2 separate regions of the Triticum aestivum genome follow, and region 2 is linked to region 1. Evidence: chromatin contacts called from public Hi-C data. All regions are on one chromosome and are shown on one strand. The core of a region is the stretch at or near the end of the contact, and the rest is flanking DNA. Distances in the headings are between cores, read along the strand shown.

Evidence for each region. Hi-C and Micro-C count contacts between places; a contact is called where the count stands out from the background.
Region 2: a Hi-C map of leaf shows a contact between it and region 1, with 5 times the contacts expected there. The contact joins the enhancer-like site here to the promoter of LOC123185308 in region 1. A contact is called at or near these places in 5 of 5 Hi-C or Micro-C datasets (leaf, root and an unstated tissue).

Annotation. Positions count from the first base shown.
Region 1 is chr2A:396,984,024-396,989,064 of IWGSC CS RefSeq v2.1, reverse strand. It overlaps LOC123185308, which reads left to right and starts at 1,901. Exons shown (of 1, transcript XM_044597222.1): 1 at 1,901-3,151. The coding sequence starts at 2,224. The coding sequence ends at 2,772.
Region 2 is chr2A:397,125,039-397,130,840 of IWGSC CS RefSeq v2.1, reverse strand. No RefSeq gene overlaps it. Among protein-coding and RNA genes, the nearest start is that of LOC123188792, 18 kb to the left of the region's middle. Within about 2 kb of position 3,085, at least 4 of the 8 cell types and tissues checked have an H3K27ac peak or open chromatin away from gene starts, as enhancers often do. A contact at or near this core is called in leaf, where this site is marked.

The DNA.
Region 1 (5,041 bases), core at 652-3,151:
AAAAATATGCACTGGCATCACGCACCTGAGCATCTTGCATGGCAAAAACAATTAGGGTTTTTTTTGCTATTTTTTTTGTGTTTTTACTACTCACCAGGTGCAAATGAGACCGGCACTGTTTTGAATTATCTTAATATACCGCTCAAAATAAATGGCTCATACAAATTAATGTGTGTATATTTTTTTTGTAAACTCACATAAATAAGAATCGTATTAGCCGGTGCATCATAACTAAATAAGCAATTATAAAAAAATATCAACACATTAAACAAATCCTAAGATAATGAAATGTCCTTTGTCGAAAAAATTAATCAAATCCTAAGATAAAAAAGAGCAGGAATTTAGGTTGTTAAGGTGGTGTTTGGTTCTCTAGTCCTAGGACTTTTTCTAGTCCCTAAGACTTTTTGAAAAAGACTCTCAAGGAGGTGCTTCTAAGTACTTTTAGCAAAAAGCACCAAAAAAATCTCATCCTGTTTGGTTTGCTAGGGACTTTTTCTAGTCCCAACACAAAAAAGTTCCTGAAACCAAACACCCCTAAATCTCTTGCTCCATTGGATCAATTAGGTGGGTAGATGGACTTTAGTGTCACTTGCAGATCGGAACTGCAGATGGAATCATCAATTTACGAATAGACGGAATCATCAATTTCCGCGTAGGAGATGACTTGCGATTGGAGGCCGCGGTGGTTCATGCGAATAGACGGGGCGACAGGGCCAAGCACGTTTTGTGGAGGAAGATAAGCGAGCGTTAGTTTGAGAGATCATCCGGGTTGTAGGCCGTAGCATTGGTACATTTGCACTTAATGTATGCGTGTTAGATGTTCATGGGCTGGTGCAAATTGTTTTTTCATTGGGGCCCTCATAATTATTAGGTTTTATATACATACTCCCTCCGTAAAGAAATATAAGAGCATCATGAACGCTTTTATATGGAGGGAGTACAAGATAGTTTTTGACATTCCAACTCCTGCTCTAATTTGAAGTTTAAAATCAGACACACCATGCATGTCAAAAATCCAATGTTAGTCTCTAGCCATTTGCAATTCGTGTGTTTGCAGTGAAGAGCTAGCTAGCTGGCTTGCATGTGTATACTCAGTTCACATGAAATGTCGTTTGTCACTTAGTAAGTACGTTGATGATGGAAGATTGTCGAGAGAGATAAGCGGCCAAAAGAAACACGTAGTAGATGTGTACTGCTAGCTAACTATGCACTCAAATTAAGACAAAAGGGGCTCACTCATGACGACCGGTGGTCCTTGCACCCTGTGAACCGTCCAATGTGTTGTGTGCGTGCCCCTGTTTTAAACCCTTACACTCGTCGTCTTTTCCAAGTGCGTCTGTTCATGATTACATAAGGATGTCACCACATCATTAGCCCACAATAATTTTTAAAATTAACCCCGACTCAAATTGTACTACTACTTGTATGAATGAACCCCCTTTTTTGTATATTTTTTGTATATTTGTATGTATGAACTTTTTTTTATTTGTATTTTGACATGTTGTATGTACTGTATGAACCTGTGAGTAGAATACTACATGCATGCATGCATGCAGCATGCGTCCTCTCGGTCCCGGGTGGAAAAGGACGAGAATGCAATGCGCGCATTGCCTGGTGACATGCGCGCGGGGGTCCACCCTGAGTCGTACGTGGCACCATGTAGCTGGCAACTCCGTGGGCCCAGGTGGACAAACGGACACGTGTGAGGTCACAACAGGTTACGCCTGCGGGCCCACACCATGCTGGCAGTCACGTGGGCAGCTCGTCTCCATCTCACCTCGCTGCTGTGCCGACGTCACGGCCGCCCAAACTGCCTCGCGCACACGGAGATCCTACACAGCAAGTTGCGCCCCGCTCGGCTGTATATATATAGCGGCTGCCCGCCCATGGATTCCATTCCACTCCATTGAGTGGAGTTCTTCCCATCCACAGGGCCTACTCGTAGCCTTGCTCTCATTTTTTCCTTAAACTTTTTTTGGGGGGGAAAGTTGGTTTTGTGTACACGGCAGACAGTATATATAGTAGGCTTTGTGTGAGTTGATTAAAAAGCTTCAATCACTCGTTTCATCTCTAGCTAGCCAGTAGCAAAGATTCTTCGTTTCGTTTCTTTTCTTTGCTTTGCTTGCCATCCATCCTTTCATATATACGGAGGGAGGGAGGGAGGGAGCTAGTTGATTCCAGTTTCCCGAAGCTAGCTAGCTAGCCAGCCAGTGATATCGATCCATGGGGAAGGGCCGCAGCTGCAGGTACGGATCAGAGCGGCTGCTCTACCCCGTCCAGGCCAGCGGTCACCACGTCGCCGGCGCCGCCGATCACCTCGCCGACCTCGACGAGGAGGACGTCTGGTCGGTGCTCGCGGCGCCTGCGCCCGACTCCAACCGCTCCACCGGCAGCGCCAGGCAACCTGAGCAGGACCGTCGCGGGCGGTGGACCGCAGGGGGGCTGTCGCTGGCGTTCGAGGCAACGGCGTCCACGCCGGCCGGGCGCCACAATCATCACGTGGCGAGCTCGGCGCCTGTCAGGGTGCCCGAGTGGCCGGCGGCCAGGTTCCCGGCTGGGTCTGGCGGCGAACAGCACGGCTACGGCGTGAGCTGCCGTGAGGAGGAGGGGGAGTGGATGGCGCCGCACGAGTACCTGCAGGCCCAGGCACGGAGCAGCGGGCGCGGCACGGCTGCGCCGTCGGTGTTCGAGGGCGTGGGGAGGACGCTGAAAGGGCGCGACCTCAGCCGGGTGCGCGACGCCGTCTGGAGCAACACCGGATTCTTCGGCTAAGCAAGCAATACCATGCACCTCATCATCATCGTCTCCTCTCTTGTCAGCTCAGCTAGCTACTCCATCATAAGCTCGGAGGGCACTTCCCTTTCCTGTTGGATCATTCGTTATAAGATGCATGTACTGTTCTTAATCAGTACTTATGAATTAGGATAGGAGGTGTGGGAAAGTATGAAGAAGAAAAAAAATAGATGATTGGTTAATTATTAATTAATCTCCTGCACTGTGGAGTACGTACTGTATGTAGCTGCTGCAGGTAGAGTTTTGGGTCTGTTTCGATTGTATTGGGTTGTGTGCTATCCCTAGCTAGCTAGCTACCTGCCGATATCGTCAGTTTGTCACCAACTTCTCCGGAAAAAAAATTCCAATTTGATTATTATTAGCTCAAAGTGATCGTGTTGGCGTATGCATGGTCAGTTGGATTACATCCTTGGGAGTTGGGAGTATTTCTCACTGTATACACGCGCTAGAGATGGCCTAGTTTACGGGTACGTACGCTCCAAAACAGAAATAAGAGGGCGAATTAACCTGCATCAAGTAGAGTAGTACTAGTAAATTGGCCGCGCGAAGAGGACCGGAGGAGCGCATTTACGGGAGCGTTTGGTTCGTGGGCAAGGTTAGCTGGTTAAGGATATACCTAACCATGTGGTTGGAGATATCCTTATTCTCGTGTTTGGTTGCAAATTGAGAGGTGGTTAAGGGTAGCCAATTTTATGTTTGGTAAGAAAGATGGAAGACGGATATCTTATAATTTGAGTTCTTTTTTGTAAATAAACTAATTATACAAGACATATATATCAATTTTTTAGAATTAAAACATATATATATATATATATATATATATATATATATATATATTTGAATGGTCAACGACACTATAGAAAAAATGCATTGGATTTGTAACTTCATGGTCCAAACATATCCATCTGTACAACCAAATGCGTACACTCCAATCTGACAAAAAATACAAGCTATACATCAGCAAATTAGAAGATGTATCTAATGGTCAATTCGAAGTCGATCTTGCCATGTCATGTCACAGCTAGATGCACAAATACTAGTCTGAAGAATGATATCTCCAGGCCAGCCTCGACATGGTCCATGAACTCGGGATCCCCTGAGATGTGGAGGCAGTTGCCTCCGCGTCCGCATAGGCCGTGGCTACCTGCTGGTCGTGGAGGCGGAAATGCAGGATAGCAGGTCAGTACTTGTTGTAGCCGGCGAGCGTGATGGTTCGGCCTACTTCACGCGCACCATCGGACTTTACTGTGCCGCCGCCGTACACCTTAAACGCGTCGTCGCCGTACACCTCAAACGCGTCGCCGCCGATCCAAATTGTAGTAGCCGTCACTACCTATTCTGTTCGGGAGGGGTGAGAAAAGAAAGGAAAATGTTTCCCTGGCTCAGGAGGACATCGCGCGTGGGTGGTTGCGGCCATCCGCCATAATTTTGCGGCTCCCCTCAGCCAACTTTTGATGGAATATTCTCAGGTATCTGGTTATTCTTAGCCATCTTCGCTCATAAACCAAACGAGTGGTATCCCCTCTAAAACTGACTATCTCAATCCTCTGGGTGGTTATCCTTTGAACCAAACGCCGACGTGTACGAGTGGCCAGGGATGTCCCTCCGTGACCATTGTGAAGTGAAGGACGCGTCCAGCTCTCTCTGTGTGGACCGTGCTGTGCACGTACGCGCGCACGCTTAGATTGACAGGCACGAGACAGACAGCACTGACCAGCAGCAGCAGGAGGCCGGCAAGCTCATAGAGTGGTACTGCTACGTACGTGAGCGAACAGAAATAGTTACACAGTGAAGGGAGAGCGAGCATCGAGGAATCATCCATCAGCAAGCGCAGTAATTGTTGTCGACAGCAAGTGGGCGGGCGCTACAATTCACTTGACTTCCCACACCCATGGGCATGGGCACACACCTTTTGGGGGAAAGTGACTTGCCCTATTTCGCATCCATCTGACCACCCCGGTAGCGCTTGGACGTGCACCCGCCAAGTGCTCCAGCAACCACGCACACGGGTTGGAAATCCAAAATGATTATTATTTGTGTGTTCTTTGTACCGCCGTGCTACGATAAATAGATTCAAAGTTTTCTCACAGAAAAATAAAATCCAAAATGAAAAAATGTAGGCACAGGCAAGAAGGGCTCCAATAGAGAGCTGTCATCTATTACTCTGTGGGCCAGCTGTTAAAAAGAGATGAGAAATAATGAGAAGTGAAGTCTATTTTAAACCTTGAATTCATACGCCCCGTCGGAA
Region 2 (5,802 bases), core at 1,836-4,335, 140 kb before region 1:
CCTTTAAGAAAAATGTGTTCACAAATTCAATAATGTTCATGATATTCAAAAAAGTGTTCAGTTTATCAAAAATTTGTTAGGATATTCAAGAAATGTTCAAGCTTTTTTCCTCTTCTCAAAGTTGAAAAGTGCTCGCTTAAAAAAACATATTTCCAAAATAATGTTCACGTTCAGAATTTGATAATATGGTCGAATCTATATTACCTTTAGCTTAGCGTGGCATTATAAACCAAGAAGCTCATCTATCTCGTTGGCTACGCTCGCGCATGAGCAACGAGAGGTCCCTGGTTTGATCCCTCCCTCGAGGACACTTTTGGGGGATTTTTCACTGTGTTACGCTAATGGGTCGGCCCAGCTGGAGTTGTGCTTGTGCGTCTGCTCGGCACTTTGCCGCAACGAGCGGCGCATAGAAACTCCCCGCGTTTCCTCCCTATTCAGCCTGTAGGGTCGACGAAATCACTACTCGAGGAGTACTTGTTGCAAAGATCACTTCAACTCCCCCAGTTGCGACAAGTGGCGCACATGCCGCCACTTGTCTCAACCTGGGAGTTTTCCCTTTTTCGTAGATCAATTTATTCAAAACGTTTTATTTCTCAAACTGTGCGTCCAAATCTCGAATCGCTTTCACTGTTGGATTCCTCGTATCGAGATCTTCAAAATTAGATTCCATGTTGATAGGTTTTGACGAACTTTTTTTTCCATAAAAAAACGGATGAAAAAACCGAACCGAGAGCACGGGTTTTTACCCTTTTCGAAAAAGGCACGCCCGTGCCTCTCACGAAATCACAACCGTGCTTTTCGCGGAAGCAAAAGCGTGACTCTCACGGAAGCAAAAGCGTGACTCTCGCGAAACGAAAAAAAGAAAACGTGTTTTTTTTTCGTTTTCGATGAGGCACGGCCGTGACTTTCGCGAAAGCACACCTGTGCCTTTCGGAGAAGCAAAACCGTGACTCTCATGAAAGAAAAAAAAACAGAAAACACATTTTTTTTTCTGTTTTTGAGAGGCATGGCCGTGACTCACGAAACCACAACCGTTCCTCTCGCCGAAGCAAAACCGTGGCTCTCGCAAAAAGAAAAAAAAAACAGAAAACGTGTTTTTTTTTCGTTTGCGAGAGGCACGGCCGTGACTCTCACAAAAGCACACCCGTGCCTCTTGCGGAAGAAAAACCGTGACTCTTCCGAAAGGAAAAAAACAAAAAACACATTTTTTTCGTTTCCAGAGGCACAACCATGACTCTCGCGAAAGCACAACTGTGCCTCTCGCGGAAGCAAAATCGTGACTCTCGCGAAAGGAAAAAAAGAAAACGCGTTTTTTTTCATTTTTGATAGGCACGGCCGTGACTCTCGCGAAAGCACAACCGTGCCTCTCGCGGAAGCAAAACCGTGACTCTCGCGAAAGAAAAAAAACCCAAAAAACGCGTTTTTTTTCGTTTTCGAAAGGCGCGGCCGTGAGTCTCGCGAAAGCACAACCGTGCCTCTCGCGGAAGCAAAACCGTGACTCTTACGAAAGGAAAAAAAATAGAAAACGCGTTTTTTTCCGTTTCCGAGAGGCACGGCCGTGACTCGCGAAAGCACAACCTTGCCTCTCGGGGAATCAAAACCGTGACTCTCGCGAAAGGAAAAAACCTGAAAATACATTTTTTTCGTTTCCGAGAGGCACGGTCGTGACTCTCGTTAAAGCACAACCGTGCCTCTCGCGGAAGCAAAACCGTAACTCTCGTGAAAGGAAAAAAAAGCAAAAAACACGTTTTGTTTTCGTTTTCGAGATGCACGGCCGTGACTCTCGCGAAAACACAATCATGCCTCTCGCGGAAGCAAAACCGTGACTCTCGCGAAAGAAAAAAACAACAGAAAACGTGTTTTCGCGCAAAAAAATTCAAAATTTTTTTGATCGAAAAGTTAAGAAACACTAGTGGAAAACCAAAAAGTTGAAAAACCCGAAAAAACCCGCTTAAATAGCCGAAAACGCGTGCGAAAAAATAAAAGAAAATCCGAAAGAAACACCCAAAGCGCGACACGTGGCGAATGACTGAGAGCACGTCAAGTGACGATGATCGTTATCGATCTCCAAACAAGGATGTTCAACAGTTGATTTGTGGGCCAAATTAGTAAAGTGCGTGAAGCAGGCCTCAGGAAAGTGCCTTGATCAGTAGAGGCCAGCCCAGATATTGGAGAGCTAGCCTGAAAAGAAAATCGTAGCATGTCCAATAGGAGGTCTTTGGGTTTTTCTTGACGCAGTACAGATGTAGACTCTCATATATACATACTCACTTACTTCTACGAATGTATGCATACACATTTTATCCCTATAAACACTTTCGAGAGACTCAACCGGCACATCATTTTAAGATTGACAAAATTGCCATTGATGCATTCATAGTCGATGGGAGGTCCCATGTGACATGTAAAAAAACCATGGTTTTGCTAGTTCCAAATTTTCTCCCGGGAAGAATGTATATCCATGTAGTGGACAAAGATGAACATATATGCTGCTAAATCTGACAGCTCTCCAGCCTCAGGTTGGCCTCTAAACCACATCAACATGCATGCATCACATGCGGATTGAATGATTACGCGTAATCGTGGACTGAATAATGGAGATGCTCACCATATGCGACTATACATTAGCTAGACACGCATCTGCACGGCTGCACCTGCATTATTGTCTCCCGCAATCCTCAGAGTAGAAGAAAAAGAGAGGTAAAAGAAGCTCCTCCAGATGATGGCTGGCTGTGGTTGCTATGAAGCCGTGAACTCAATTAGTTTCGACCTCCTTTTTGGGGACAGTGACATCCCAAAGCGACATCGACACCGACACCGATGATGAAGAAGGAGAAGCACCACAAGTTGAGAGCTGGGCAGGCAGGAAAAATGCAGCGTCAAGAGAAGAGAGCATCCAAGCAGAGCCTCAGCTCAAACCAAGCAAAAACAATTCAGTTTTGTTTCTTGGGAAGAGAAAGCAACAAGCAGCCATCAACCATTCGTAAGTGTTGGGAAGGTTAGGCCCACCTCAGCCTTGGCGCCTGCTCCATCATGGGCCCGACCTAATGGAATCTTTGCTTTGCTCTGTCTGCTTCCCGTGGCCCACCCTACGCACGCACACGAACAAGTTGCTGCCCCTCACTCATACTCCAATCCTCACAATTTTCGATAGCTATAGCTTCGCCAATCTTCTCAAAAAAGAAAGAGAAAAAAGAAAAAAAAGATAGCTTCGCCAATCCTCACAATTTTCGATAATTATTTTTTCTTTTCAATCGTCGCACTCACACAGTTGATTGATTGAACAGCACATAGGGCCCTAGTTGTATGGTGCATCTCTGTTGGCGATCCCTCGTATTATCATTGGCGCACAGAAAGTCCAGCTCCCAAATGAATCGACAGGACAGCACTTATTATTTCGTGAGGTCACCATCTGAATCTCCACTGGAATATATGTATTCCGAAGGTTCTTCTTCGCAAAGATCCTCTGGATCTACATAAAAATGATAACGAGAGGGAGGAATCAAATCAAAAAAGGAAAAGAAATATGTCATAAAGCTAATTTGCGCGGAAGTGTGGTCTACCTCGACCTATGGAAGTAAAATATGGTACTCGCGTGTAATACAAGATTCGGTCCTTGCACTGCATCTTTGTGATGCGACCACCATTTCCCACAGTCCCCGGGGAATAGAATGGAATCTCTGTAATTTTCAATCTTTCTCTATTTTAAAAGTTACTTGGCCCAGCACCCAAATTGTGTAAATCGGAAATCTTGTATATCCAATCTGAATACAGAGATAATATACAGTCTCAAATTCTCAATCCTTGGCACAAAGAGAAAATTTGAGGGATACTTTGATTCAAAGAACTTTCTTAGAAAATTATGATAGAGGACTGGAGGATTGAATCCTTGGAACTTTTTTTTATGTTGATTGTTTGACCTGGAGGATTGAATCAATTGGGTATTCTTTCAGGATCTCATTTAAAAACAGCATCTAGTCAAATCTCTTTGGAAACAACCATTTGTTTCTTGTATGGCCCAACCACTTATGCGCAACACAATTCTGTAGGATTCATACATGGTTTACAATTATGTGTTTTTTCTATTCCCAAATTTTGTAATCTTATCAATCAAAGAGACCCCGAGTGGGCATAACTCAGATGTTCTTTTTGTGTGTGAATAGTGTAACTCACATGGTTAGATTCCTTGTGAACGTGTGCTATATTTTCCTAGATTAATCCCGGACTCTTCGATGATGTTTGTTTAGTGGGGGACGATGTTTCCATCCACTATAATACACATGTGATGACTTCGTCAATCTCATGATTTGCCGGGCCAGAGTCTCGGATGTGCTCATGACGATAGGGTGTGTGTGAGTGTGTGTTCTATTATAGAGTAAGATATGCGTGCATGTTTGGGAGCATTTGCATTTGTATTGTGTTTCTCAAGAAGAAGAAAACAACTCCGAGTTGAATTCCATTCTAATCTAGATCCTTTTGTCTAAGAACTCAACGGTAAAAAAAATTGTATTTCATACCGGCATGGTGCAAGCATGAGTGACCCACCCCCGAGCCCGTCCCACCATCAACCCCTCCGGGTGAGGGCCTTTCTAGCCTCACCGGCCACCATATCCATCCTTTCCTTGCCTTACTTTCAGCCGTCGTCGCCGGCCTGTCTTCCTGCGACTTTACCCCAGTGGTTGTCCATGTTGGCAGCTTCGGATCCGGCCGGATCGCCGTGCGGATCTGACGTTGCGTCACCCTCTCTGTCCTCCGGAGAACGGTTCCAGGAGGCCTTGAAGGCGGGTGAGGCCATGGAGAAACCGTCGGCACTTCAAGGCGAGAGTGTGCGCGTTGCATCCATCGTGGTGGCTCGAGCTGCCACTGATGCCCGCATTCATGTTCAATGCGGGGGATTGCCCGCATGGCGATGTGACGTCCTTGCTCTGCCGCCCCTCCGGGTCTCCCGCGGCTCCCGCTGCACACCTTTAAGAGCCTGTGTGGGAGGATGAGTTGGGGACATGCCAGATGCGCGTCGGGGCGGAAAAGGCTCCTCTGCCTTCGCCGTTGTGACACCCCTTCCTCTTCCCCTCCCCGCCCCTCGTAAGCGACATCAAAACCCCCCACACCCTGTGGAAAGTTTGGGCCCCACCCAATGTTGGAAATATGCCCTAGAGGCAATAATAAATTGGTTATTATCATATTTCCTTTTTCATGATAAATGTTTATTATTCATGCTAGAATTGTATTGACCGGAAACATAAATACATGTGTGAATACATAAACAACAGTGTCCCAAGTAAGCCTCTTCTAAACTAGCTCGTTTATCAAAGATGGTTAAGGTTTCCTAGCTATAGACATGAGTTGTCATTTGATAACGAGATCACATCATTAGGAGAATGATGTGATGCACAGACCCAACCGTAAGCTTAGCATCAGATCGTTTATTTATTTGCTACAACTTTCTTCATGTCAAGTATCAGTTCCTTAGACCATGAGAACATGCCACTCCCGGATACTAGAGGAATGCCTTGTGTGCTATCAAACTTCACTTCATAACTGGGTGATCATAAAGGCGCTCTACAAGTATCTCTGAAGGTGTCTGTTGAGTTGCATGGATCGAGACTGGGATTTGTCACTCCGTGTGACGGAGAGATACCTCTGGGGCCTCTCGGTAATACAACATCACAAGAAGCTTCATGTGACTAATTAGTTTAGTCACGGGACCTTGTATTGCGGAACGAATAAAGAGACTTACCGGTAATGAGATTGAACTAGGTATGGAGATGTCGATGATCGAATCTCGGGCAAGTAACATACCGC